Linked DNA regions of Sus scrofa: all the other regions are linked to region 5. A link is a contact called in public Hi-C and HiChIP or PLAC-seq data. All regions are on one chromosome and are shown on one strand. Each heading gives the region's core, a stretch centred on a gene start, on an enhancer-like site or on the middle of the called end of the contact. The rest is flanking DNA. Distances are from core to core; before and after follow the strand shown.

Region 1 (4,610 bases), core at 407-2,906, 440 kb before region 5:
ATCCTTCTTAGCAAGCTACCTCAGATTGGCAAAGCCATATATTTTTCTAATGGAAAAATGTCTCCACAGATCAGGAAATAAAGTTACTTAACTCGCCGGGATTCATTAACTAAAGTTGATGTTGCTGCTGATGCTGTAGTTAATGTCCCACAAAATTAATGGAACAATACCGGTAACTCCTTGTTCACAAATCACACACTATAAATTTGGGCTGCCCTAGAACGATGTCTCTTTTCTTTGTTAGTAAAACCGCCATCCCCTAGCAAGGCTGCTTAGTGTAGGTTGAGAGCTCAGGCTTTGCTATTGGAAGGTACTGGAATGAGAAACTGCCAATAACAAAGCACGAATGTTTCCCTTTAGCCGGATGGGGACATTGGGAAAGTGATATTTTGGCTTAGGAGAAAGGTCTCAAGCTTTTACTCAGGTCTCTGAGGGGTTCAGCTGGCTTCTGTTGACCAGGCTCTCCTCCCGGCAGATCACTCCCAAGGAATGAACTTTAATTTGCAATCCAACTGGCCACCTTTCTGAATATCAACCGTAGGGAGTCAGTTTATAGTTACACCTTGTGAAAGCACGACCAAGAAAAGGTAATACTAACCTCATCTATAGCTTTCTTATAGCTCTGATATAAGAGGAACCCAATCCAGAAGAATCCATAGGAGGAGGAGAAGCCAGAAGAAAGACAGCAGGTTAGACACAAAATGGGAAGTGTTAAGTCACTACACAACTGATAAACGCAAAAGGCAAGAAGAACCTCCACCCCAAATGGTGTTACCCTCGCTGTCCTTCCTTACTTTAAAATGTAAAACTACAGCGTAAACCAAAATGCTTTCAAAAGTCATTTCACAGAAAAGATTCTTGGAGAATTTAAACAAAAATAAGTGGCTAGTAACTCATCTAAATTATTTTCCAACTTTTCAAATTTCAGCCTCTAGGTTCTTATTTCTTTCTTTAAGGCTATTTGGGGTCTGTTGTGTTACAGTAATGAAACTAGAGCTCAAGTTGTCAGGCCCCCTATCAGACCATGCTTATCAAGTTTTGGCCCAGAAAATATAGTGCTAGAGCAGCAGAAATGCAGCAGAAAAATTGCAATACTAATTCATATGGAAAATAATGTGGGGCAATGCCAGAATAGGGAAGAAAAATGCATAGAAAGTGCCCAAATCTTAACTGTTATTTTCAACATCTTTTTGCCAAAGCTGCTGAGTAGACATTGGAATGATATGAGTTATTTCTCTTTGTTTTATTCTCTAACATAGTGCTCACGATCAGCAAAATACCCAAAAGCAGATAAGCAATCCAAGACCTGTTCAGTTCTTTCCTAATCAGGTGTGACTTCCTTCAGGTGCTTCTAGCATCTATTCTTCTTATTCATCTCAACAATTTTTGTCTCATAGTCATGAGCGTATCCCCAACTACTTCATCCTGCAGGTTCTCTGGTAAACGAAAGGAGTTCACCACTTTTTGAGATTTTGAAACACACTCACAGCTGGTCGACTAGGTCGGGTAATGTCCCTGGATTCTTCTGGTTTCACCTTGGAAGGTTCATGGGGGAGTACAGGTGATCCTTCCGACTTACTGTTGGCTAGAGAAAAACATAGAGGGCCAAGAGAGATAATGACAGTCAGAGAGTGCTGGTCAGTGCAGGAACTCTGTGGTGAGTCATCCTTTGGAATGACTCAGCGGGACACATCATTCACTTAGGCAAATCCTCCCAAGCGCAACCGTGAGAAAACAAAAACAAAAACACAAAACAGTAAATGTTCAGGCATACAAAATCAGCCAGGCACATTTAGGCTTGTAACCTGGAAGTCACTGGTAATAATAAGAAAAACTAGCAACCACTACCGTTCAACTGAGCGCTAATTATGGATCAGGCTTACTGCTAAATGCTTTCTATGTCAATTGTCTCATCAAATCCTTGCTTCAGCCCAATGACGTGGCATTGTTTTTCTATTTCACAGCTGAACACCATCTTAAAGAGATGACACAACTGGCCTGAGGTCACACTGAAATTGTGAGCAGAGCTGGGATTCTGTCTGATTTCTCAAAGTCCCATTCTCAATTATTATGCTAAACCAACCCCGGAGAAAACATTCTTTGATTTCTTCTTTTACCATTTAATTATCAGGATAAGTTTTTTTGTTTTGTTTTGTTTTTTATAAAATGTAGTGGGGAAAGTAGAAATCTGTTTTGTTTGGAGGAATGGTTTTTAAATGGTGGGAAGAAGGGGTAGTTGCCTGGGTCCCTTAAGGAAGAAAGAATGAGGTGGGGGCAGGAAGGATAAAGGGGGAGGGCCCTAGACCAGCAGTGAAGTGCATCCCTCTGACTTCTGAGTTTATAGGTAGAAAAGGCGCAATCCAGGGTGGGAGGGATTCTTTTCTTTGGTTTTAAAGTAGCCTTTCCTGGGCAGGGACACACCAGGAATAGGAGAGTGTTTTTCATCCAGAAGAACTAGAGGTCAAAGGGAAGATGATAAGAACTGAACTTGAGCCAGATCAGAGAATTAAAATGATATGCTTAAGTCTGGTCATCTTTAGTATTTACTCTAAGGGTATTACGTTTCTTATGGATAGGAAAAAAAGGTAAGGGAATGGCAGCTTTCTGAAGAAAGTATGTTTCTATTTGGATCAAGGCAACAAAAGTATACACAGCTGTGGGCTATGCCACTGATGTCAGAAGAATGCATCTAACGGCAGCCACAGGCCAGTTCATAACCCAATTCAGAGACACTAGCATTGCATGTCTGACACCTACCTTTTTAAAATGGACATACAGTGAATTTATTTATTTAAAATCTTAAAAACATATCAGAAGGTGAGCTACGATTGTGTCTAATAACGAAGCTAAGAAAGAAAAAAGAACTAGTGGTGTTCACCAGGAAGAGTAATTTATAAGTGTTTTTCGAATTGCAGTTAAAAATTTCTGGGTTTTTATTACTTGGAAGCAAAATTATCTTCTGAAGAAGGTTATGCAGGAAGAGTACATTTTGATTAGCTGGAAAAAAATAGGTTGCCATGTATAACTAGCTGGACTTATTAAAGTTTTTCACAAGCTTCCTCATGAATGAAAACCAAACAATGGAGAATGACTTGAATTAAATGGTCAGAGAGGCTAATTTTTACCTCTCTAATAGGAATAACCAGAAGAGTCAAATATATTTTCTAAGTCAAAGATTTTATATCTTCTCTCAAGTGTATATTTATTCTACATTAGCCTTCATTTAATTTCACTTTGAAAAATACCTGGCATTATGAACTATGCTCAGAATATAAAAAGGGACTACTGACACAAGGGGAAAAGGATACTTGAGGTCCATGAAACTCTAACCCAGCAATCAAATGGAAATGGAAATTCAGGTGACTGATGATTACATTTTCAAATAAGACCAATATCCTGTGATCTTCCTGGAGAACACTGGTATCCACACTTTGAAAGGCTTTAGTCCACACTGATGTCACATGTATAACTTGGGATGGTGGCTCACTTCCCTAAGGAGACTGAGGCTGAGAGCAGTTAAGGGGCTCTTCAGCATCACACAGTGGTGGCCACTCCAGCACCAGAAGTCGCAGAAGTCAGGAAGCAATCTGATGCCCTCTCCATGGTGATCCTCTCCAGAGAGTGCTGTCTTGGAAAGGCAGGGGAAAGCTTTACCTCGAACTCTGGTCCGTTCACTGGATCCTGCTTGCGATCCAGGCTGAGACCCTCCTTGGGAGCTGGGCTGGGAGCTAGGGGTGCTGGAGCTGGAGGAACTGCCACTGCTGGTCCTCTGCAAGGGGCTCTCCAAGACAGGCTCGGTTCTCCGGAGGTCAGGGTTGCTGCACAGACAGCAAAGCACACACCACTCTCAAGACCGTGTCACGGGTAGACACAAGCATAGTCCAATACCATCCGCGGTGCAAAGAGGTAAAGGGAGCACTCATGTGACTTTGCAATAAAGAGGTCAATGGTAATGTTAGTCATGCTACCCTCTGTGGAGCTTCTGGCTGGATTCTGCATCTGGATGGGATGAACTCTTGACCCAACTCTTGGGTCATCACATCAAACACATTATCTCTGAAAAGGTGAGTCTTCAAAGGAGGCTTTCTTTTAAACTCCCTTTCCTGTGCTCATTGTAAAACACTTGAAAATATTAAAGCTAAAAACAAGGAATAAATGCATGTAACCTCTGAATCAAGAGATATTCAACAATATTTTACTATATGGACTATTATCTTCTAGTCTTTTTTTTTCTTTTGTACTTGTGGAAGCGTACTGTATGTTCAGCTTTGCATCTTGTTTTTTCCCCTTAGACTGCATTATAAGCAGCTTCTTATGCTTCTAAAAACAGCAGTGGCTGCATAGTATTTAGTTCATCAAATAGAAGAATTAGTTCAACCATTCTTCTATCATCAGGTGCTTTCAATACTTTGCTGTGCCACAGAACACTGTAAGAACCATCTGGATGCACACAAATATTCAACCATATCTTTCCTGGAATTGGAATTCTTGGGTGGAAGGGCATGAATTGGGGTACATATGTGTGCATGTATATGTATGCAAATGTATAACCATACTGCCAGTTTTTGCTGGAGTGTATGAGACATCCACCTCACTGTAGTCTTTCCAGG
Region 2 (4,475 bases), core at 1,484-3,983, 280 kb before region 5:
CAACAGCTGGGATTTGACCATGTAAGACAGAAAAAGTGGGCATTTAAAGAAAATGTAAATGGTATGAGGGGTAATGAGGCTTTTAGTATTTTAGAATGCATGGCTCTTCCTTAGTTTTGTGAAAGAACAGAAGTATTTGGGAATATGAAGCCAGGACTAGAGAGCAGTCTCTCTGGCAGCCTGTGGGAGGCTGGGAAGGCCTCTGATTTCAGGCCCTTTGCTCTGGCTCCATTCTTCCACCCTCAGATTTGGTTTACCTGGTAAATCAAGCTAAAAGCAAAATCTGCAATGAAGCCTTGGCTTGCTTCTCTGTTACCCCAACCCGGAACTTGAGCTTGGGACTAAATGGCTATTTTACCCTCCTGCCTGGAGATCTGACTTCAAGAATATAAGAAATCAAGAGGCAGGTTTTCTTGTTTGTTTGTTTGTTTTTAAATTATCTCAAATGTCACAACTAGGAAGAGATCTAGGCTGGCAGGGCCACCAAGATCCTAGATTAAAGGCAAGTGACAAACCTTCTCTACCACCCTCCCCAAAGGAAACTTCCGATCAATGAATCTAGCCACCCTCTCCCTTAAACAGCAAAACCTACAAAATTAGGTTTAAAATTAGATGTTAAAGATTTGAAAATAGCAAGGAATGTCTTTATTCTACTTACAAATACTTCTGGAGAATTCAGTAGAACAAAACATATAACTAGCTGGCCTTCCACTGTTTCACTAACCTCTTTTTAAAAACATACAACTTTCACACCCCACTCCTGGTACCAAAACAAAACGAAACAACCCCCCCCCCGCCCCCGCCACACACACACACACACACACACACACACACGAAGAAAAAAAAGCAACCCATAAAAAACAAAAAGAAAAACCCCACACACAACTGGCAAAATTATGATGTTTCATAACTTTTAGGATTTGATCATGGCTCAGATAATCAGCCATCTCAACCTCTCTTTAGATTTCATCAAAAAAAAAAAAAAATCTGCTCTTAACTCCTCAATTCATACCAAAATACAAATGACTAGTAACACATTAAGTACCCTCCTTCATAAGAATTACATTATTTTAAGCAATAAATAATAGTAACTTCTAGTACTTACAGAACAACACAACAAAGACATTCTGGAACTCATTATACTTATCTTCTTAATGTGGGGTATCCGTTATTAAAAGCATTTTAAAGAATAAAACCCCAAAATAGTCTTTAAATGATGAACTGATTTTCTTTAAGCCCATTCTCCAATTCTTCTGACCCCAAAGACCACCCACGCTCTTCCCCTATCAGGCTGTCACAAGACAAAGAAATGATGAATTAATTTATAGGATTTCAGGCTTTACCTGGATGACTGGAGAAGTCAATTCCTAGGGTTTTAATATTTGCTCCCAACTTTCTATTAAACCAGACTCCCTGCACCTGTAAATTTCGTTTCTGGGTATATATCACCAAAATAAGCTAAGATACAACCATCACCCAGAAGTTCACATTGCGTTGATTTTAACAAAACCGTAAGCCTCTCTTTTCGATGGAAAACAAACTATGATATTATTATGAATCACATGTCTATTACTGGACAAAAACTCTCAACTACTGACCAAAAGAGATGCATTATCTAGCTACCCCTTTCCAACTAAGAGCTAAGTCCTAAATAAAAAAATAAAATAAAAAAATCTCAGTTTCATAACTCAATCCATCATATTGTGATAAAGTTTGTGGGCAGATAACACAATAGAGATCCTGAAAGGGATGTGCAAAATATAAGCACAAAAAGTCTATTTGGGGAAAATATGATTTTTCTGTCTTCAAATAAGGAAGATGAGTATTTTCTCATTGGGGGTATGGTAATGGCTTTGGGAATTGTGGTCTGAAAAGCACAATGAAAAGGAATCTAGCATGTAGATTAATCATATGGCTTTTTGCAAAGATTCAAAATGAGGAAACCTTTGAATGCACTGAAGATCACTTAGAATCTGCAGTGCTCATCCTGCCTCAGTTCCATCCCCCAATTTTGGTTCAAAACATCTTATTCTGCCAGGCTAAAGCTGGTTTTGAAGTTGAAATGTGTTTTGCTTGATGCCAATTTAGTTTAGAAAATAAAAGAGCGAAACTCTTGAAAGAAACGTCTGGCTAATAACACCTGATACAGGCAGAGACACTATTAATCATGCCTTTGGTTTACAGAAAATCCCAGGTTCAAATAAATCCAAAAGATCCCTCAACGTCTATCGCCTGACTCTGCATGAAGAAACAGTAGATTTTTCTAAAGCAGCCTGGGTGACAAATGCTGTCTGGTTATAAGCGACGCTCCTGACTTAGGTAGAGCCAAGGCAGTTTCAGAATCAAACTACACATCATCTTGAAAGTACCCTGTTTTGCAAACACCGGATACAAGCTTTAGCTATTTTTCTATGCACCCCCTAGACATCACCTGCTCATCAACAGATTTTAAAACATCTTGCAGGGGCAAATGTCCAAAAAAGGTGTTCACAGGTAGCCCAAGTACTTATCTACTCTACTCCCTCTTCAAAAGCAGTGGAGAGTAAATACAAAGTGGTCTGGTAAGTCAGGAGATGAGGTGAATTCAGGCTGGGCTGTGACTACAGGCAGAAGAATGGTTTGTGTCTCAGGCCCAAAGGAACAAAGCTGATTCTGTTGTGTATCCTCAGGTGCCATAGCTCATAGCCCCAGGAACCTCTAGACACCACAGGGGTGGCTGCTGCTCAGTGTTTCAGAAATGTCCTTCCGTTGAAAGGACACTGCAAAGCCACAAACACCACAAGAGTTTGCTCTGTACTTTCTAAGCCCTCGACGGTTTGAAATTTGACACATCTCCTTGGGTTCACAGTCACAGTGGGTACTGGATTATTAGTTCCCCGTGGAACCAGAAGGAAGGTGGGTCTACAGAACCACAGAAGGGCCCTGACAACAAAGTATTCTGAGCAGCCCTGGAGACAGACACTTACTGCATGGCCGTGCAAGGAAAGAAAGAAGGAAAACGTAAATCCCCACAAGGCCAAAAGGAAACATGTCTGTGGCCTCACCACTTAGCCAGTTTCAAGTATGGCTGTTGTTTCAAAATGTTTCCCAGTCTTGTTTTCTTCCTCCATTATTTTCTCCTACTTCACTGCATGTGAGAACTGAAAGCTAACTATTAGAAATTCTCACACTGCCAGAAATTCAACAAATGAATCTGCAATTCCCAAGGCCCAGGGCCTAGAGAAATACCAGCTGAGAATTAAAATAAGGAGAAGGAAAAATCTATAAAGAGGTTAATTAGCTTATGTGGTACAGTCGGGGATATAGAGCATTTTTTTTGCTGGGAAATAGCCAGGGTGTGCCCCTGGGGAGACGCTGGCGTCTTAACCAAGTGAGAGGCTTGGGGAGCTCTTCTCTGCAATACCTCACAAGCACTCAAACACAAAAGCCACAGACATGCAGGACAAAGGCTCATGGGCAGCTTGTTCATGAAACCTCGGGAAACACTATATTCTCCCCCAGCCAATTTCCTCTAAGCTTCGAGGTCAGACAAAAGTTTGAAGAGGGTGAATAACTGAGGGTCATCTGATTTACTTCCTACTGACACAAGAGAGAGGCCATTTATTCCCACGAGTGGGGATGGATGGATTTGGAACCATCCCCATTCTGATGGCTGGGCTTCTCTATGACAGCAGAAGGGCATCTGGAAGAAGCCTCGCTGGGATGAATGGGGGTAGGAGGCCAAGGATCAAAGTAAACTAAATGCTCACACAGGACAGTACAATAACTCTGGCCTCCTTTAGGCAGAGACAGTTGTTCACACTTCACCAAGGAGTGGATGTGTGACCGACAGTGCATGTTTTCAGTTTGGTGTGAAAAATCAGGGAAAAAAACAAAAACAAAAAAACGAGCTCTGTCACTGAGAGGGATACTTTGACTTCCCCTGGTCTGAACATCCTTTCCATTTTTCTTTAAACTTGAACAGTACCCACCATGAACTATTTATTCTAGCTCTAAAGTGGAGCAGACAGGATGAGCGGTTGCACTGAAATGGTCGGGAGAAAAAGGAAGCCATGAAGGAGGCAGCCTTGACCTGTTCCGTCTCAGTGGAAGGTGCCGCTTGCCCCCGTGTGGCTCTCGGTGGAGGTCCTAGAGTGTTTGAAGAATCAGGGAACTGTGTGTGGGGAGGACCAGGGCGTGTGCTGCTCTGGGGCTGGGAATTCACTTTCCCCATGCTCAACAAGAAGCAAATTTAAGCCAATGACGTATACCTGTCCCCATTAGAGCAGCACATGAATTTACTCAGCCTTGCAGGCATCCAAATCCCAGCTAGACTGCTACCAGCCATGTGCCCCTTAGTCACCTCATCTAAGAATAATAACAGCTCCCAACTCAGAAAGGCACAGAGAGTCCATGTAAAACACAAAACAGATACTCACAACACGATGACTCTCCTTTCTACCGCAGCCTAATTTAATTGTATTTATGCTCATCAC
Region 3 (5,060 bases), core at 1,567-4,066, 390 kb before region 5:
CCATTTTTGCTCTAAAAGCATCTGGGAGAAACCACTTAGGTCCCAAGGAGTAACCTTACCCACCAGTGGTCTTTCTGGGTCTGGGCTCCAGCCGGTGTGGCTTCTGTGTGTCAAAGGGAATGTCGATCACATTGAGTGAAAGGGAATGCTGAGATGACATGAGCAAAGCTGCCCACAACGGATGCACATGTAATTATGAAAAGTCATCCATGTCTAACTTGGATTTGACAAGTCCTTCAAGAGCGAGATCTATCTAGCTCCTGGTGTTGGACAAAGCCACGCCTTTCATATCCATTTCCCTGGTTAATCCTCAGAATTACTTTGGTGGTGGGAACTAGCTTTGTTAAGACACCTCCCAGTAAAGGTCAAGAAGTGGGGCTCTGGGGAGACCAGGGAGCTACTTGGGCAAGTGGGTGGTACATGGTGGCCCCTAAATCCAGACCTCTTGACTTCCAAGTCGATGTAGGTTGCGTCTCTCCCTCCAAAGCAGAGAGGAAAAGAGACATTTCTAAAGAACTATCTTTGTTTCTTTTTCTTTTCTTTTTTTTTTTTTTTTTTTTTTTGTCTTTTTGCCTTTTCTAGGACTGCTCCTGCAGCATATGGAGGTTCCCAGGCTAGGAGTCTAATCGGAGCTGTAGCCACCGGCCTATGCCAGAGCCACAGCAATGTGGGATCCGAGCCACGTCTGCGACCTACACCACAGCTCACGGCAATGCTGGATCCTTAACCCACTGAGCAAGGCAAGGGATCGAACCCGCAACCTCATGGTTCCTAGTTGGATTCGTTAACCACTGTGCCACGACGGGAACTCCCCAATGACTACCTTTTAAATATCCTCTTTGTCACTGAAATGAAAGGGTGCTGTTAGTTTCCTCGACCTTTGGGCAGCATTCTGCAGAGCTGGCCCTGTGGCTCCATCCTCTGCTGGAATACTCACTCAACCCTCTCTGCAACAACATCAAACTCACTTGGTGTCCCTCCCACGTCCTTAGTAGGCTTCTCTGCTCGCTTTCCTCTCCTGCTCTAATTTTCAAAGAGTCTAGTTCCCGGACTCTTCCCTCAATGTACATGTCCATGACCATAAACCAGTCATTCCTATTCCCTTCCCCCACCCTCCTCTCTTGACCCCTCCTCTATGGTTCTTTCTAATATAATCCAACTGTAACCTTGGCATCACCACTGGCCACCTCATATGGATCTTAAATTACATCCTAAACTGACCTTATCCTCCTGCTCCCAAACCTGGTCCTCCACCTTCACCCTGATGCTCCAGTCTGATGTTGGGGAATCTTCTGTGACCACCTGCTCTCCACCATTGAAGATGTCTGATCAACTACCACATCCTGCACATATTTCAACCATGCCCACCTTCCCCAGTCCCCACCCAACCACCATCCCTCTAAAGCACCACCCTCTCTGGCCTGGACTAAGTGGTCTCTAGTCCACTCTGGCTTCCTTCCATCACTTTCTCTGCAGCAGCCAAAGTTTCATTTAAAAAACACAGATCTGATCATATCCCCTGGATTGAAACATGCTAATGACTTCTCACTATTCTTAGTACAGAATTTGAAATTCCTGAGCCAGGCTTACAAAGCCCTGCAACACTGTGCTGTGGCTTTCTTGCCTAGCATCCCTGCGGGGCCCTCTCACTTTCTTCAGCTGCATGCTGACCCTCAGCCCTCCAAGCCAGGTGAGGTTCCCACCATTCTTTTCCACACTAGCAGTCTAGCAATGACCATGAATGGTTATTTGGGTGGTCATTTGCCTAAAGGCTGTTTCCTTCTCATCTTCACAAGGGCAGACCATTCCCAACGCCCAGCATAGTTGCCCGCATAGTGGAGCTATGTTCACTAAATCTGTCATGTGACTGCCTGTAGGGATAGGAAAAAAGTTTTAATTTTGTTGTATACTTAAAAACAAAAAACAAACAAACAAAAAAAACCTTGAGTTGAGCCCAGTGTCCTTGAAAGACCTTGTCACCTGCAGTAAAAAAAATTAGAGGCTCATAGGAAGTTTTAGACTCAAGGTTCCCATTCTGTTCATCAGTGCTCCACTATAGCTGGCCAGTAAGATATTTAAACAATTTTTTTTCAAGTGACAGAATGAAAGCATGTAATCTCTTTCAGCTAGAGCTGATTGTTTTTACAACTGGATAACATTACAACGGACGTGAGGGCATCTAGTGAAATCTAGGTGGCTTAAAGAACTGAACACAATTCTCCAAAGAATAAAACTTACTACCATGGGCCAGAATGGTATTCCTGGGATCAATGTGATTCACTTCTGTGACTTCGAGATACTCTGCCCAGAATGAAGATACAGAAGGCACTCAGGAAGTTGAAATACATATGTTAACCACTAATATTACTTCAAAACTCTTGAGCAGAATCAAGCCATCACCACAAATCTGCTGCCCAAGGACAATCTGCAAAGATGACCAGAGTAGGCACCTCAACACCTCAAGGTCCTGACTCCTGGACCCTAACTCTGTGATGAAGGGTAAAACAAGCTGTGTATTGTCCAGGCCAAGTGACAGAAATGTGTTGAACTGAGTAAAAACAGAAGAAGCCCTCTTGGTACTTTCTTCTACTGATGGACCCATTCACTTCCGCTGGGTTTAATCAGATTCCTGGAATTTGGTTATAAATTGTACTTTATCATTGGTCAAAAGCAGAGTCATGTACCTACCATTTAATTGGCCTGAAACCACGTCCTTTTCATGAAGCTGATAAAAGACTCCATTCAGTGTACAGTGAGAGTCCTTCTAAGAATATACACATACTGATTTAGCAAACCACATGGTTACCTATAAATAGCAAAGGACAGGCAGGGATTCCTTAGAAATCTCTGGTAGGAGGTGACATCTGAGATCACTGAGAAAGTTGAAGCCAACATGGTCCCGTGTCACCACAGCGGTGTCTGAAGGGCCTTTATTTGGACAAAGGAATGTATTTCCCAGGATGCCAGCACAAGGCCACCCGACCCATAATAAAGTGAAATTCACAAGCCTAACACTGGGATTTAACTGCTTCTGTGTGACAACGTAGTGCAAATTCCTACTGGGGACAAGAAACACAGGTCACCGTAGGCCAGGGCAACAGATATGGATGGAATGCAGCAAGAGAAGGAGGTGGGAGAGGAGTCCCCAGCGGGGACAGACATTACTTAGGGGTTCAGAACTTACAGCCATCTGAGTATTTTTTCCCCTCTATTAAGCAATAAGGGTAAGATAAAGGATCAAAGATAAAGCCAGTATAATCTCTGATGCCCTGTGGCCATAGCATTCCCACTTCTTGTGAAAAGCCAGGGCACGTGCACACCAGTGCGTAGTGCAAAGTGTCTCTGTGCCACCTTCCATGTGCCCACGGGGACATAGAGGGTACACCTCTCTGGACACTCCTGCCCCACTCAGTCTGAGCTCTGACTTGTGTCTAACGGAGGGACTCCTGAAAATCCTGCAAAAGAACAGATACAAGGAGGCCTTGGCAGAAGGTCTGACTGGGTCCTGAGAGCCAGAATCCAGCTCAAACATGAGCACCTGCTGGGCGTGGCTTCTTTGACCTTGCTCAGAAATCCTTAAATTCTCAGCCTTAAAAGATATCAGAAGCAGAGGCCAGGGAAGATGCTGGAAAAGCATGCTGATTCTTGCTTACCAGGGGAGAGGCAGCAGAGACTCAGTGACAGTGGCTGGGTTCTGGAGTCCAATCCCCTAGATTTGAAATTTGGTTTTCTCTAAAGCTATGTGACATTTAGCAAGCTGTTAACCTCTCTGAGACTCAGTTGCTTTATCTTTAGACTGGGGAGTTTTGTGAGGATTCAATGAGACAATTCACATGAAGTACTGAACAGAGTACCTGTTTAATGGTTAAGTGCTTCCTAACTGTCAGAAATTGTTATTCTAGCAATTTGATGAAAAAAAAAATCATGTTTAAGTAAATCACACCAGGTATGTGGGGAAGAAAATCTAAAAAATAAAAGAAAACAATACAATGCATCCTCTGCTTACGTACCAATTGAGAGTCTAGGTTCAAAGGTCAAACATTCTTGTATTAAAATTAAAAAAGAAAAAGACGGAAATGCGTATAAATGTGTGTGTACATATATGTGTGTCTGTGCCGAGGTACATGCGTACATGTTTGCATTCTCAGTAGGTTAAATGTTTTCTGGGATGACAGTGGGGATTTTCTAGGATTACATGGTACGTGCCTTCAGCCTGAAACTAAGTGTAGCAAATCGTGAAAGAAGGAGCCCATTAGCCACACAGGGGAAAGGCAGACGGTCAAGATTTCCAGGGTGTGATGCTCCAGTGAGGTGAGGGCCTTGGGAAATGCTCTCAGAAGGAATAAACCACAGGCCAGAAAAGAAGCAGGAAAGGCAGGATTCAGGGCAGAGCCTGAGAGGGGAGAGAGGTTTGATCAGAAGTCGAAAGGAATAAGCTTTGCATCCAAACAGCAGAGGCCCTTGGTCCTCCAGAGACTGAAGGAAACGGTGCAGCACTTGGCTGGGGGCTGCACAAGAGGCTGCAGCCGGCCCGGTGGGCAGAAGGAGATGATATCCAGGCACAGCTGCAAAGAGCTGTCTGAGAATTTCTACTTGTGCCCAGGAGAGTAACTGGAGGTGATGCAGGCGCCTCCACTTCTACACTTCGTACTTCACTTCTGAGAGCTGGCTAATTTCCACCCACACCTCCCATCACCCTGCCTTTGCCTGCTCCTTTGAAGGCTTCTGCCTGCAGCCCTTCAGTGCTCCTGTCTACTCCAGCAGATTTCTGAGAACAGACAACGGCAGGTGAACCTCAAACCTTTCATGTACTGAGCATCCGTCACACGGACAACATCCTAGACTTAGACTGGAAAGCACTTCCTTTGCCTACTGCTGTCTGCAGATGTTTACAAGGTTCACAGTTCAAGGCTCTGATTACACACCTACACGTACTGCCTGCCTCAGGGCCCACACAGACGCAGAGCAAGGAGACCTGGGTGCAAATCCCAGCTTTGTACTTAATGGCTCTGCCACCTGGGACCAATTACTTCCATTCCCTGAACCTCAGTTTCCTTTTG
Region 4 (4,993 bases), core at 694-3,193, 370 kb before region 5:
ATGAAAGATACACAAGAGAAAGGAGCAAAACCTAAGTGTTTTAAGGCCATTAGACTGTCTGTGGATCACTTAGTCCAAACTTTTATTTCACAGGTGAGAGAAAAACGACTTCCCAAGATCACAGAGCAACTCAGCCCCAGATTGTACTCAGGGCCAGGTCTCCTGCTTTCCAGGCTAATTCTTTTACAACTGTCATCACAATGTAAAGAGCTGAGAATTCACTTAAAAAAATACAAAACCCAAAAAACTGGGAGTTCCCACTGTGGCTCAGCAGTAAAGAACCCAACTAATATCCATGAGGACTCGGGTTTGATCCCTAGCCTCGATTAGTGGGTTAAGGATCCAGCATTGCTGTGAGCTGTGGTGTAGGCCAGCAGCTACAGCTCTGATTCGACCCCTAGCCAGGAAACCTCCAAATGCCATAAGTGTGGCCCTAAAAAGCAAAGAAACGAACAAAAAAAGGGGCCCACAAAGTAATTGCTTCAGACTCCTACTTTGTTTACAGATGACTTTAGGTGCCGGTGACTCAAAGGAAAGTGCCAAGATGCAGTGAAGCACACTGCAAACCAGGGTTCCACTTCCTAGAGGGATGGTAAGTAGTCTTTTAAGTTAGATAGACCTGGATTCAAAGCCGGGTTCCTAATTTTACTGCCTCCAGAAGACTGCTCAGAGTTAGCTTTCACACAACAGAGGCAACTGTGACGGGTATGTACACAGGTGCACTGCCTAGCTCAAAATCTGGCACATAATAAGCTCAAGAATATTAATAATTTCCTTGTCCTTTTCTGTTAGGTGAGACTGGCTTTGCCTGCTCAGTTTAGTCTTCTATGATTTCCCTCTATTCGATTGTGGCAAGTACTGTTTGTTGGCTAACCCAACAGGCATTTCAATTCCTATTTCCCTTGCTGCATTTCAGAGGACAGGAAAGTTAAACTTGTGTATCTAGATTTTCCTGCAGCTAAGGATGACAATTAAAGATGTGACCTATTTCTGGCCAACAAGACCCAGGCAAACATCTTTTGGGAGTTTCTAGGAAAACTTTAGCTTTTCTTGAAATGTGACAAACACAGCCTGTGTCTTGACAACTCTCCTCTACTTTGTGCCTTGGATAAAAACATGTTACCTGGAGCTATAGCATCCTTCTTGCAACCATGAGACAATAAGTCAACGTATTAATGACAGGGCAGAAAGGAAAGCACCTGGGTCCTGAGGACATCGATGAGTCACCACACAAACCCCCGAATACCTGCCTCCAGGCTTTGGTGACATAAGAAATGTAAGTACAGCTAAATGCATTTCCTAGTGATAATATGTATACAGCGATAATTCGCAAAGCATATTTTGACAGTAGGGAAAAGGAGAGGTCCCACTTGTGAGGTGATGCTGGATTTATCCCACAAAAAGCAGGAAGGGTTAGTGAAGGGAGATGTTTCCTTTATTCAGTACCCATCCTCTCAGATCCTCCTTTAGGGTGCTTCCTCCAAGCCTCCCAAATAATGCCTTCAAACCAAAGGTCACAGCATCCCAACACCTGCGCCTCCTTTGTCACGTGACCAGCCAGAAATGACTTCTTCGTTAAGCTTTTGCTTGATATTATCATTAGGATTTTTTTTTTTCCTGGGATTCCAGAAAATTTTCCAAAAGGAACATTTATATTCCTGGCCATATCCACCCAGAGCTGCTTGCAAGCTATGCTTAACTGCCCATGCCAGAAAGCAATAAACGTCCTTGACGGGCCTTGTTTAAGCCTTTGGATACATTAGCAACTCCCAGAGACACTTCAGAACTTAAATACGGGAGAAAATGTTCCAATTACAACTGGCAAGACAGATCACAGGGGATGAGAGAGGGAAGAGGGAGGAACAAGATGAGGAGAGAGTCGGGAGAGATAAGTTTCCTTCGTGGCCGTGGTGTGACTCATTTTGGCAGGAGGTGGGTAATACATTATTCGAGTGGTGCTGTGCAGCCTGGCCTGTGGCATGATTAATAGCCCAGCCCTGTGTGCACTGCAAACAGAACAGAGACAAATTCTAGTGCCTCTGAGAAGGCAGAGGCAAGCACACAACTTCTGGCTGGTGTTGGGGGGCTGGGTACAGCTGGCACAAAGGCACAACGAGACAACATTCCTTATGGGGCTGGGTTGCCCAACAAGTGAAGAAAAGAACACTTTTAGGTTGGCTGAACCAGCCACACAAGGAAAGAGAGGCAAGGTGGCCCAGAAGAGCCCCAGAGCCAGAGAGAACACGAGAGGCAGAAAAGGCAAGCCCTTCGACTCCTCTGACCCCATTTCCTCACCTGTAACACGAAGAGAACCTATGTCACAGGGTTAATAAGAAAATTCAATAAGGTAATGTGTGCAAAGTGCATAACACTATGCTGTGTCCGTAGTCCGTAGTCCGTAGTGGGTATTTAACAAGTGCTGGTGCAGATAGATCCTGGGTCCAATGATCATTGACTGGCAGTTCAAGCCTCAAATCTGAGCCAATGAGCTCTGGTATTCAAAGAAGTTGCTGGGGTGACACGGGAGTACACAGAAAGCTCAGGGGAAGCCAGCAGGGAAGGGCACGTCCTCCTCCCCAAGGCTGGCAGCCCACCCCCACTGGCAGAGCAGAGTAGTAAGCCAGAAGGATAGGCAGAAATGGGGTTAGCTGAGTCCTAGCCCCATCATCCCATCAAAGAAGGCAGTAAGGTGGTCAAGAGTGGACAGACAACAGCTTCACTACAGGTACAACTGGCACAGTAGATTCTACCAAGTTTCGCCAAGACCAAGACACCAGTCTACTTCACCAAGACCGGAAATTGGCCTTTCGTCACTTATTTATTATCCTCTTTTTGGAAAAGTTCCAGCTGGGACAAGGAAGTTAAATTTACTGTATGTGCTCTAAGGGCAGCCCCTTAAACTAGGGGTGCAATTTATAAAGAAGTAGATCCTGGTTCAACAGGAGCCGACAAGTGAGATGTATAATACAAACAGGAGTTCAAATTCTATAATACTGATGGGTTTTTTTTAGGTCCAAATGGCTCCAAATGGCAGTGCCTTCATACGACCTATAAAAACAAATATTAACTATCATATATTGAGGACTTACCAAGGGTTAGGCACTGAATTCATTCCGTTATTTATGTTACCGCACTTATTCTGACATAGCCTTGTCATATACAATTTGTTAGTCCCACAGAGGCTTAGAAAGGTTGAGTAACTTCCCTGAAGCAATACAGTACAAGGGGGCGAGGTATACATTTTACACCAGTCCTGTCCAACTTCAAAAGCCTGACTCTCATCCAGTACTTCACGTACTTATATACTACTTTCTATAGAAACAGAAGGAGGGTGGAGAGTTCAGGGTCACTGAGAATGCTGGAAGAACGGCGTCTTCTCTGCGCCTAGGGATCAGCCTGGAGCCCCATGGAGGTGGTACTGCTATGTCTGACTAAGGAATCCTGTACAAATAGGTGTGAACATGGAGCGTGTTTAACAGAAATGTGTTTCCACTGATAATAGCAGTGTAGACGCGTGCATCATCCTTCTTACTGTACGGGGACTGGAGCTTTGTTGTAGACAGAGGCCAGGCCTCATTTGAGAGGTTCTTTCTTTCTGCCATCTGAAAAGCATCCTCCCACGTGACACTCACATGACTGCCTGCACCTCAGTGACCCTACACCAGACTAGTCAGGTTGCTCTCTTCATCTTCAGCCAAGCCTCTTACCTAGAGGAGCTCTTTCCAACCTCCCTGAATAAAGCCAATTATCTGTAACCCAAGAGAATGAGTACTTGCTTTGCAGCCAGAGCACAATATTCACCCAAACCCTGCAGGAGACACCAATGCCTGCAAATCCTCAGCACCTGGGTGCAAAGTCTCATAAACAGAGTTTAGGTGAACAATAGACAACATTAACACAGATAGGGACAGAGGATGGGGGGTCGGGTAGAAGGGCTGTGTGATTTCACTGTACTTCTCTTGCTTTACTAAATTCCCAACATGACCAATTGATGTTTTAAAAAACTAGGACAGGACAGAAAGATATACAAATAAAGTTTTAAGTTCTCTCTCCACTTGCCATGGGGTAGGGGAGAATAAGACTCTAATATGTGTACTCTACTATAAGTTGCTTTGTGTACCTAATAACACTGTATCTTGGGATCTGCCCAACTTCAACAGATGCTACTTAGCCATTGCATAAATGGTTGTGTAGTATTTCAGGGGACAGATGTGCCAGTCTTTATTCAACCAACTCCCTATGAATGTGCTTTTGGCCACAGAGAACTTTCTTCCCTGAGTAGTTCTGTTAAAGCGATAAATATATAGGACTATAAAATACTTGGCAAATCCCATCCAACGGAAATGAAATTCAAGTTTAAAAAATAACAATTTAAACAGCTTAGGAATTTTGAACAGCTTTATTAATTTCGGGTCTTCTGAATGCTTATTATTAAATGAGAAAGCTTTCATTATTGCCCCACATACTTATCAGGAAAATGAAACCTTTCCTTTCACTTGAAGTGTTTTGACAGATTTTCTGAAAACAAGAAAGGCAGGGCCTCTAGGGGAAAGTGAACACACCAGGAAAATGAGATTCTGGCACTCCTCTTTAGGATAGGGGTTATTTTCAGTCACTTACTGTACCCGGTAGATATCAAACAAAACCAGGGTGTAATCAAAAGCATGACCTCTTCAGACCTCCTTCCTACAGAAGCCCTCATTTTATTGAATGGTTCCAATATACAAAAACAAAAACAAAAACAAAAACAAAAACAAAAAAAAAGAGAGAGAATTTGTGGCGGTTTCTAAAGACATTTTAGATAAATAAAATTATAAGTACTAAGTAAGAAATAATCGAATAATAAAACCAAACTATACTCTTTTGCATTTTGTCTTTATTTTAAAGAAAGGGCTTGAAAGTCCAGTGGCCTTCAAGTCATCTTTTATTCTACACGTGCCCTCTGGGAGGAAGCATCTACAGCACGTGAAGGCCCAAAGTGCTGCCATCAGTT
Region 5 (4,759 bases), core at 338-2,837:
ATTCGATTTGCCCACAGATTTTATCTTACCCCAGTTGCCTTCATAGGATTGAATTTTCCTTATATTAACATACTGGCATAAACATATTTTTCTTTCTTACTATATACCAGTAAACTGAAACTGATTTTTTCTTTTTTTTAAATACGGACCCTCTCTCACACTAAGATTTTCTAGTAAGACTATTAGGCTTTTGAAATAGCAAGACAATTGTTGGTCACAGATTGGAGCCTTAGGTCATTCAGTCCTGTGTCTATGTACAGGGAGGTAGCTGAGACCCATAGAAGTGGAATGACGTGCAAGGGCACATAGTGAATTAGTGACCAAGGTGGAAAAGCAACTTTATAAATACTGCCCAAGGACTGGGAGCTTTGGAGGATTAGGAAGCAGCAAACAACGATAGGGCAGAAGATAGAGAGTTGCCGGTATAGTGCAGTGGATTAATGATCTGGCTTGTCTCTGTGGAGGCGCAGGTTCGATCCCTGGCCCAGTGCAGTGCGTTAAGGATCTGGCATTGCTGCAGCTGTGGTGTAGGTCCCAGAAAGGGATTTGATCACTGGCCTGGGAACTTCAATATGCCCTGGTGCAGCCAAAAAAGAAAAAAAGAGAGAGAGAGAATGAAAAAAGACTTAGTTCTAGAAGGGGAAGGAATAGCAAGATGGGTAGGAGAGAGGGAAGGAGGTTTGATTAGGGAGGTAAAGAAAACTGAGTTCAAGGATGGCAGTGTAAAAAGAAAAAGTTAACATATAGAGACTTCGATGGAAAGGGTTCTCAACTTTGGTACTATTGGCATTTGGGCCAGATGATTCTTCGTGGTGTGCTATCCTGTGCATTGTAGGATGGTTAGCAGCATCTCTGGCCTCTACCCCCCAACATCCAGTAGCAACTGGGGCCCCCAGTTGTGAGACAACCCAAAATGTCCCCAGACATAGCCAAAAGTCCCCTGGGGCAAAATCACACCAAGCTGAGAAGCATGGCTGTGTGTTATTGTTCTCTGATGCCACTACTGGAGAAACACCTCCCCCATTTCTTATTTTACTGGAAAGGAATCTAAAACATCTCCTGAAAGAGGGAATTGGAAGCAAAACATTCACATGCAGTTTATAGAATGTCCCCAAACAGAAAGGCAAGGAGAGAAAATCATTAAATAAAGCCCATTTTTCTGACAAATAAAATGAGACCGGAAATATAGAATTTGCTTTAGGCACTGGGATGAGTCAGAGAGAAACCAGTAAGAGAAACATGAACTTAGCTTCTGACCTTTAGAAAAGAAGAACAATTTCATCACTAACCCTTCCCCAATTTAATCCTGGATCTTTGTGAGAACAAGGAAGAAAATCTCCACTAGGAAATCTGCTGTGGAAGCTAATGAAATGTCAGGAATTGGAAGTAACAGGCAGAAATTTTTCCTTTCTGTTCTGAAGGACAAAAGCAAAGGGTGGAAAGAGTTAGAGTCTCTGATTCAAAAAAAATAAATAAAAAAAATTAGCCATTGTTAACCAAGCATTATAAAGTGCCTTATATACACACTCTTTCCCTAGAGCCCACATCAGCCCTTGAGTCAGGTCCTATTTTTATCACTTGACAGATGAGAAGCTAAGGGTCAGAAGTTAGGTAACTTGCCCAAGGTCAGTTAGCCAGGTGATGAGATTAAGATTTCAAACCAGGCTTGTCTGATTACCAAGGCAGGGCAGTAAACTGTCAGCACCCCTCCCCTGCCATCAACAGCCTACTCCTATAAGATTGCTACTCAGTCCCACTTCAGGGTGTTTTCTTAAAAAGAAAAAACCATAGTTCACCTCACCATGATCATGGGCAAGAGTACTGGGCACTTCACTGGGCACTTCCTGTAACAAGAGTCTAACCTGGAGGCTCTTTCCCAGGAGTTCACCTGCATCTGAACTGTGTGGGAAGAGCAACAGAATATGTCTCACTAGGTGCTATCAGAGTCCGGTCCCCAGCTGGTACCCATTCTAGTCCTCTGGCTGCCTTTCACAAAACACAAAGCTATCTCCCCAGCTCCAGCCCCGAAGAGCCACAGCTGCCCTGGCCCAGCTGGCCTGCTCTCCTCCTGGCACAAAATGCAGTGATTCCTTCTTTCACAAACACAATTAGAGCATTTCTGTCAGACTTTTTAAAAGACTTTTTTTTTTTTGATGTAAAAAGAATGAAATAATGCCATTTGCAGCAACATGGATGGACCTAGAGATCATCACGCTAAGTGAAATTAAGTCAGACAAGACAAATATGATATGATATCACTTATCTGTAGAATCTTAAAAAAATGATACAAATGAACTTATTTACAAAACAGAAATAGACTCACAGACATAGAAAACAAACTTATGGTTAGGAAAAGGGAAAAGGGGAGGGATAAATTAGGAGTTTGGGATTAGCAGATACATACTACTGTTATATAAATTAGATAAATGTCAAGGACTTACTGTATAGCACAGGGAACTATATTCAATATCTTCTAATAACCTATGATGGAAAGGAATTTGAAAAAGAATAGATATATATGTATAACTCAATCATTTTGCTATATACCTGAAACTAACACAACATTGTAAATCAATGATACTTCAATTAAAAACAAGACTGTATTTTAGATAAGTTTTAGATTCACAGCAAACTTTAGGTGAAGGTACAAAGATTTTCCATAAACCCTCTGCCCCCACATGTTATCAACACTTCCACAAGAGAAGTGCATTGGCTATAATTTATGAACCTACATTGACATGATATAATCACCCAATGTCTGTAGTTCAAATTAGAATTTATTTTTGGGGTTGACTTTTTAATTTCTTAAGAACTTTTGGAATTGTGTTTGGGATTTTTAAAAAGAGCTACTATGGTGTTGTATTTTAAAAGCAATTTTGTTTCCACTGAGGGAGGGCTTCAGGAGGCAAGAGCTGGTTTTCAAACCTTTCCCTTCAAGCAGAAATATTCTGTGAGTTCTTGGGGTATGCAGTACAGATATCACATGCCTTCCGTGCATGGTTCCCAGGATGACAAATAGATATGTTGAGGATAATAACAGTAACAACAACAAGAAACAATGTAACCTGCTTACTCTGAGTCATGTACTCTTAGACATGAGCCATACACTTTTACACTTTTACACATGAGCAAACTGAGGTCCAGAGAAGTTCAGTCACTTGTCTGAGGTCACACAGCTAAGAAGTACAAAACCTTAAAAAACAGAGGAGCGGAAATCTTTCAGTATAATTAAAAAAAAAAAAATTTTCTTCTTTCAACCACCTGCATATGGGCGGTTCTGAGAACACAGCCTTGTTTCCTTCCACAAATATTTATTGAAACCCTACCATGAGCCGTTCAAAGAAGGGTGGTGAGATCAGAGTTCCTAGGCTGTGATTTCAGCATTGGATAGAGGCGTGCAATGGTATTAGAAAATCTTCGCAATGTGAAAACAAGCTCTCTCCTACTTAGTGCCTCCACCTGGCAAACCGATCCCGTTTGCCTTCACAGGAGGAAGCGACAGGGCTGACACCTATTGTCTGTTCATGTTCATCCACTCAACCCTGGACTCTCCCTCCCCTCCCCCCCCACACACATGAAATGCTCCACCTGGTGAACAGTGCCCCCCTAAATGCCAGGCCTCATGGGCATGGACACTCCTTATCCTGCCCATCTTCTCTGTGGCATTTGACACTCTTACCAACTTTTTCTTGAAACTCCCTTTTCTTGAAACTCTAATGACTTTCCAAGACCACCCCTTTCTTGTTTCCCTCCCACTCCTCTGCTGCTACTTCTCAATATCTTTCATTGTAAGTAATTTCAAAACATGGAACTTTAAATATGCTTAATGCATAATTAACTCATAGTGGTTTTGATAAACTTTATCTGCATCATGCCAAGGGGTGAGCATGGGAAAAACATCGCAAGGAAGGCTCACAGCACACCCTGCGTTTGCCCACCGGTTCCATTAGAAGATGTGTTCCAGCTCCAGCATGGTGTTGAGCTTGGCTCTGTCTCTTCTGGGCACTCACTGTGAACCTTCAAAGCAGGAGCAGCAGCTCATTGTTTGCTAGGAACTATATTTAGGAAAGGCAAAGCCTGCTGGGTGTGGAAAGACTGCTGGTTTAGGCAGAGGGTCAGACTTAAAGGCCTAGACCTGTGAACACTTACTTCTTGGGTGTTAAGATTTTAAGTGTGTATTTTGGAACAATAGGACCCCAGCTTCTGCTGGCCCTAAAGGGTTACAGATTTTCCCTTTCCGTGACAGATTGTACAGCTACATCCCAGAAGACATAAAACTCCTTCCAGTCATCCCAGATTTAGGTCCATAGATTTCCAGTTATAGAAGAGAGCCATTCTGGGTAACGCAGCAGATGTAAATTGTGTGCCTGCATTGATTTCGCATTAATTTCTCGTAGGCTATTTCCATGGTGCTTAAATACCACTTTTTAAAGCTTTTATGGTATTGTATTTTAAAAGCTGATTTGTTTCCACCTAAGAGCAGGCTCCATGAGGCAAGAGCTGTTTTTCAAACCCTTCCTTCCCCTTGTGGGAAAGCATTTTCCCTGGTAAAGAATTGTCAATAATGAGCTGTCTGTTTGCACAACTCCTGCGTGCATATTCTTGTGATGCTTCTGTATTCTTCCTTTGCAAGACACGTCATGGGGCACAAGCTTTAGCTTTCATGCTCCCTTGAAAGACCAGCCCTGACACCTTTTGGAGCTGAGTTAAGTGGTTGTGTAGGAGCTCAGGGCTCAGATAATGGCCCTGAGTGTCCTTG
Region 6 (4,314 bases), core at 981-3,480, 280 kb after region 5:
TCCATACACTGCAGGTGTGGCCCTAAGAAAAAAAGCCAAAAAAAAAAAAAAAAAAAAAAGAAAGAAATGTCTTTCTTACAATTACTGTCTTCTCTAGCCCAGAATTAGGAAAACGTAAGCAGACTGAGGAGATTTTTTATTTCTCTTATTATCATTGTAAACACATAAAATGAATTCTTCATAGTATCTATGAGCTTAGCTGGCATTAAGCAAACATTTCTAGACTTTAATAATGAAGGACTCAAATAAGCTTTTTAGTAACACCTTGTAATAATATGATCTACTCACATTTTCCAGTTTGTGGATATCACAGCTGTGTCAGCTTACACCCCTCCCCAGGCTACAATTCAGGCCAGCTCTGTCCCTGCTGTAGACATTAAAAGTCTATGGTTTATCATTTGTCTAAAAATGCATATAGTTGGATTCAATAATATTTCCTAGATGTCTTTTCCTATATCAAGAAAGGAGGAAAAAAACAAAATTTCATGGGGTTTGAAATGGACATCTCTGGAGCTCAAAACTTGCATTTGCTGAAATTTGCATTTACTGTGCATAGCCTTGCCTCTGGACCACAGAACATGTGCCCATTTCAATATTTAAAAAAAATGTATTATTAGGAAACATAGAATAATAAAACAAGTAATGAGACCAAAGGGTAGGAATTTGGCTTTTATTTTGCTTTTGGTAGAGAGATTTTGTCTCAATCTTGGAACAAATTTGAACATTGGAGGTGGTTAAGCTATAGGCTGGAAACAATTTTTAAGAAGAGCAGGACTCATATTCACCTCTTTGGAGTTATACAAATGAAATCTGCTTAGAGGATGGAAAGGAATGGAAGAGATTAGAGGATGACATTAAAAGATCCTATAGAACAGATATTTATTAAAAACATTAGTTAATATAGCATTATGAAAAATGAAGGGTAAACATTTCATAATTTCTGTGTGTGTGTGTGTGTGAATGGCAAGCCTATTTTCATAGCTCTTACTATTCTTACGCCTACACACACACATGTAAACTTACCTGTAAATGGTCCCTTATAGACTTGGGTCTGACTAGAGATGGCAGAAACTTCCTTGGCACTTATTAGCATTGGGCCTCTCCTTCCTGCCATTCACTAAACATTGATTTCCAAAATGGATTTTTTCAAAACTTCTTCCCCCTCTCCCTTTTAGAGAAAATAGATAATTTTCTTAACACATAAACACTTCTTACTTCAAGTTTATAAGAACATGGATCAGGAGTTTGACCTATCACTTTCGAAAAACTGCCCATCTTTAACATGGAGTCAGGCAAAAGAAATGCAAAAATAATAGTGGAAACTATTTCACATGATCACTGAGGCTGTAAGGAGTGGGGAAAGGAGAGCCTCCATGAAGAGAGAATTGGTAGAAAAAGTAGAGTTCACTCTGTTTTAAAATATCCTAAGTGAATATGGTATAAAAACCACAAAGCATAGTTTTATCCTCAAAGGATGTAAAGGAAATAGAATCTTTAGGAAAGAATGACTGTGTGCTAGGGAGAGAGTTGAAAAGTATATTTTGCAAGAAAGTCAGACTTCAACTCAGAACTCGGCTTTTTCAGCTTGAGGCCAAGACTATAAAAATTAGAAGAAACCCTTTCTTTAGGACTAGATTGAAGGGTTTATATTATGCATCCCAGCAGCCAGCTTTGCATGACCTGTTTTCTCTCCCTTTACTCTAAACTCTGTAATGGTGATTATAATTTTCCCATTCTGGGCTTAAGGCTGCCACTTTCTTTTGTGCTGAAAACCCAGGACTGTTATTAGCATGGTTGCATGATTGTTGGCCTTACAAATAGTTATTCATAAATACCAAAGTGGAAAAAAAAATCATGTTTAGCAACAATATACTAGACATTGTTTTATTACATATATCCAGTCCAGAAGATTTAAAATTCAGATTAGATCATTATCACATATGTAATGGGTAGAATTTGGAACATCTATGCTGAGGTTTATACCAAGTTGATCTGAGTTGAAAGAACTGAGTAATAATGTTGAAGAGTCACACTTAGCTGAATTTAAACCCTTTAAAACTTAACACATGAATTGAAAATTTGCCCTCTCCCTAAACTATAAACTTCTTGAAGCATGACTGGTCTCTCCCTGTGGTATTATCTTTCAATTTTGAACAACTGAACTAATCTAAGTAATGATTCATCTGTCACTAGAGGGGGTTGAAGCATTTCTGTCCTCTGTTGCCACAGAGCAAGAAAGATTCTAGAAAGTTGTCCTTTCTCCCACTTGGTATGTGTGGGAGTATCAAACCCCAAATAGAGCAGTGCTAAACTTTTTTTTTTCATATTTTGTTTTTCTATAAACAAACTTTATCTGTGGCCTTGTAGCAGACGGTCAGTTCCAGGAAACACACGGCTAACAATGTCATTCCCCTTGTATTGCACGTAATATAAAAACAGAGTTTAAGTAAATATTTGAATTAGGACAATTTGAAAAATTTAACTTTGGAGTAGCCTTTCCCTGGCATGTATTGATCACTTTTTCTAGAGTGGCTCTTTCTAATATGCTATCCCTACACCATTTAAATGAAGCTTGTTCAGTGTAACATATAATATATTAGCAGAGTATAATCCTAGAAACTCAGCATTTGCAGAATGGAACTGCAATTAGGAGATTCAACTCCTGCTGCATATCAAAGAAAAGCTGATCTATAAATAGCAGTAGAGCAACACCTAGTGCTAAGCACAGATATAGCAGAAAGATCTCAGTCACAACCATCTTATTAGGCCTTAGGTTTTATACTGAATGGATAAACAACAAGGTCCTACTCTGTAGCATACGGAACTATATTCAATATTCTATGATAAATCGTAATGGAAAAGAATAGGAAAAAAGAATGTATACCTATTCATAACTGAATCACTTTGCTACACAGCAGAAATTAACACAACATTGAAAATCAACTATACTTCAATAAAATAAATTTTTAAAAAGTTTTAGTTTATGGTTGCAATAGGATGACTCTTTTCCTTGGTATTTTAACCATGGAATTATTCTGTGAAATGACAAGCCTGGACTGGCTGGTCTTTAAGGTTCTTATAGACTCAGTGTGTGATCCTGCAGTTGGGTTATTTTTATGTACTTTTCATTTTCATTGCCCTACATTCTTCTTAGTGAACTTGTCCATTAGATAAAGGAGGCTTGCTTAGGCCTAGCTTTTACCTTTTATGTCAATTAGCTTTGCGTAGATTGTGAGAAAGAAGCAGAAGTGTTTATGTACTTGGACAATGCCATGAGGAAGTTCCAAGAAATGCCCTTTCTCTTCTTTAAAAAAATAGTAAATATATACATATGTACAAACTAGGGTAGGATACCTCCATTGTTGAAAAAGGAAAGTGTGGGCCTTTGTATGAAAAAAATGATCCCACATCTGCTAGTAGTAGGTGGTGTTTATTCTATGCTACTCAATTCCTTATGTCATAAGGACGCACTTCTTTTATTATCCTATCTCAGAAGAGATCACAATATCATCTGTATGGAAATACAAAAAGAGCATAAGTTTTCATAGCCAAATTCTCTGGAGCACAAGTTTTCTATGTCTTTGTTATTTCATTTGTCTATAGACCGGGGAAAATACTTACTATTTATGGAAAGTGGTCAGATAAAGAAATAGATAAAACCTTTGAATATGCAGAGATACATAAAAACCGTTAAATTAGATAGATCACCATGAACATGAACTGCTTTAAAAGCTGGCATCACCAGTGGAGGAAAAATGTGCATGAGAGCTTTCTTTCAGAGGCAGAAGTTCCTGCTGGACTTAAGCAGTTAGTCTGTGATCTTGTGTCTTTTCCTTTAAAACACACAATGTCATGTGGCAGTATGTCAGGGGCTGGTGTCCTCAGGCCAAAAGAATCGCAGGATGGTGACTTCAGGGTGCCTCTCCCATGATCTGCATACAATGCGGAAGTGTCACAGTGCAGTCTCACAGCTGGGTGAGCTAACCGGGAAGCTTTTCCTTGTGTTTCTGTGTGGATTTTCATGGAGAGGGGATGGAGAGATTTAAGGTAGCAAGAAATTAAATATTTTTAGGTGAAAGCCTGAAGAGCTAGCTTTCACAGCAAAACAGTCTGTATAAACTAGCGACTGTGATAAGCAGTGACTTCATAAATTCATTCATTCATTCATCATTTCTAAACATCTACTGTGAGTCCAGCACTGTTGTTGGCTCTGGGGTGTTGTAGTGAACAAAACAAAGTATTGGCCTCTGTGTCCAACTAGTTTTCATTCTAGTTCGGAAGACGCATAGAAATCAAGTGAGCCAAAAGCTAGGA

Evidence for each region. Hi-C and Micro-C count contacts between places; a contact is called where the count stands out from the background. HiChIP or PLAC-seq counts read pairs in DNA pulled down with a chosen protein or histone mark.
Region 1: a contact with region 5 is called in an H3K27ac HiChIP or PLAC-seq map of alveolar macrophages. The contact joins two enhancer-like sites. A contact is called at or near these places in 1 of 47 Hi-C or Micro-C datasets (heart right ventricle) and 1 of 2 datasets of contacts at active chromatin or transcription factors (alveolar macrophages).
Region 2: a contact with region 5 is called in an H3K27ac HiChIP or PLAC-seq map of alveolar macrophages. The contact joins two enhancer-like sites. A contact is called at or near these places in 1 of 47 Hi-C or Micro-C datasets (embryonic fibroblasts) and 1 of 2 datasets of contacts at active chromatin or transcription factors (alveolar macrophages).
Region 3: a Hi-C map of skeletal muscle shows a contact between it and region 5, with 7 times the contacts expected there. The contact joins two enhancer-like sites. A contact is called at or near these places in 1 of 5 promoter capture datasets (liver), 10 of 47 Hi-C or Micro-C datasets (alveolar macrophages, embryonic fibroblasts, epiblast stem cells and 6 more) and 2 of 2 datasets of contacts at active chromatin or transcription factors (alveolar macrophages and skeletal muscle).
Region 4: a contact with region 5 is called in a Hi-C map of skeletal muscle, with 2.9 times the contacts expected there. The contact joins two enhancer-like sites. A contact is called at or near these places in 1 of 5 promoter capture datasets (liver), 14 of 47 Hi-C or Micro-C datasets (alveolar macrophages, embryonic fibroblasts, epiblast stem cells and 9 more) and 2 of 2 datasets of contacts at active chromatin or transcription factors (alveolar macrophages and skeletal muscle).
Region 6: an H3K27ac HiChIP or PLAC-seq map of alveolar macrophages shows a contact between it and region 5. The contact joins two enhancer-like sites. A contact is called at or near these places in 1 of 47 Hi-C or Micro-C datasets (embryonic fibroblasts) and 1 of 2 datasets of contacts at active chromatin or transcription factors (alveolar macrophages).

The regions. Positions count from the first base shown.
Region 1 is chr13:109,687,160-109,691,769 of Sscrofa11.1, forward strand. It overlaps TNIK (TRAF2 and NCK-interacting protein kinase), which reads right to left. Exons shown (of 30, transcript XM_021071173.1): 17 at 3,655-3,818; 18 at 1,488-1,585. Among named protein-coding and RNA genes, the nearest start is that of SLC2A2, 75 kb to the left of the region's middle. Within about 2 kb of position 1,657, at least 13 of the 83 cell types and tissues checked have an H3K27ac peak or open chromatin away from gene starts, as enhancers often do. A contact at or near this core is called in alveolar macrophages, where this site is marked.
Region 2 is chr13:109,844,773-109,849,247 of Sscrofa11.1, forward strand. All of the region lies in intron 2 of TNIK (TRAF2 and NCK-interacting protein kinase), which reads right to left. Among named protein-coding and RNA genes, the nearest start is that of TNIK, 210 kb to the right of the region's middle. Within about 2 kb of position 2,734, at least 14 of the 83 cell types and tissues checked have an H3K27ac peak or open chromatin away from gene starts, as enhancers often do. A contact at or near this core is called in alveolar macrophages, where this site is marked.
Region 3 is chr13:109,733,020-109,738,079 of Sscrofa11.1, forward strand. All of the region lies in intron 12 of TNIK (TRAF2 and NCK-interacting protein kinase), which reads right to left. Among named protein-coding and RNA genes, the nearest start is that of SLC2A2, 120 kb to the left of the region's middle. Within about 2 kb of position 2,817, at least 6 of the 83 cell types and tissues checked have an H3K27ac peak or open chromatin away from gene starts, as enhancers often do. A contact at or near this core is called in fetal skeletal muscle and skeletal muscle, where this site is marked.
Region 4 is chr13:109,760,993-109,765,985 of Sscrofa11.1, forward strand. All of the region lies in intron 7 of TNIK (TRAF2 and NCK-interacting protein kinase), which reads right to left. Among named protein-coding and RNA genes, the nearest start is that of SLC2A2, 150 kb to the left of the region's middle. Within about 2 kb of position 1,944, at least 13 of the 83 cell types and tissues checked have an H3K27ac peak or open chromatin away from gene starts, as enhancers often do. A contact at or near this core is called in skeletal muscle, where this site is marked.
Region 5 is chr13:110,126,969-110,131,727 of Sscrofa11.1, forward strand. All of the region lies in intron 5 of LOC106507999 (a long non-coding RNA gene), which reads left to right. Among named protein-coding and RNA genes, the nearest start is that of TNIK, 77 kb to the left of the region's middle. Within about 2 kb of position 1,588, at least 10 of the 83 cell types and tissues checked have an H3K27ac peak or open chromatin away from gene starts, as enhancers often do. A contact at or near this core is called in alveolar macrophages, fetal skeletal muscle and skeletal muscle, where this site is marked.
Region 6 is chr13:110,403,406-110,407,719 of Sscrofa11.1, forward strand. No RefSeq gene overlaps it. Among named protein-coding and RNA genes, the nearest start is that of TMEM212, 8.8 kb to the right of the region's middle. Within about 2 kb of position 2,231, at least 10 of the 83 cell types and tissues checked have an H3K27ac peak or open chromatin away from gene starts, as enhancers often do. A contact at or near this core is called in alveolar macrophages, where this site is marked.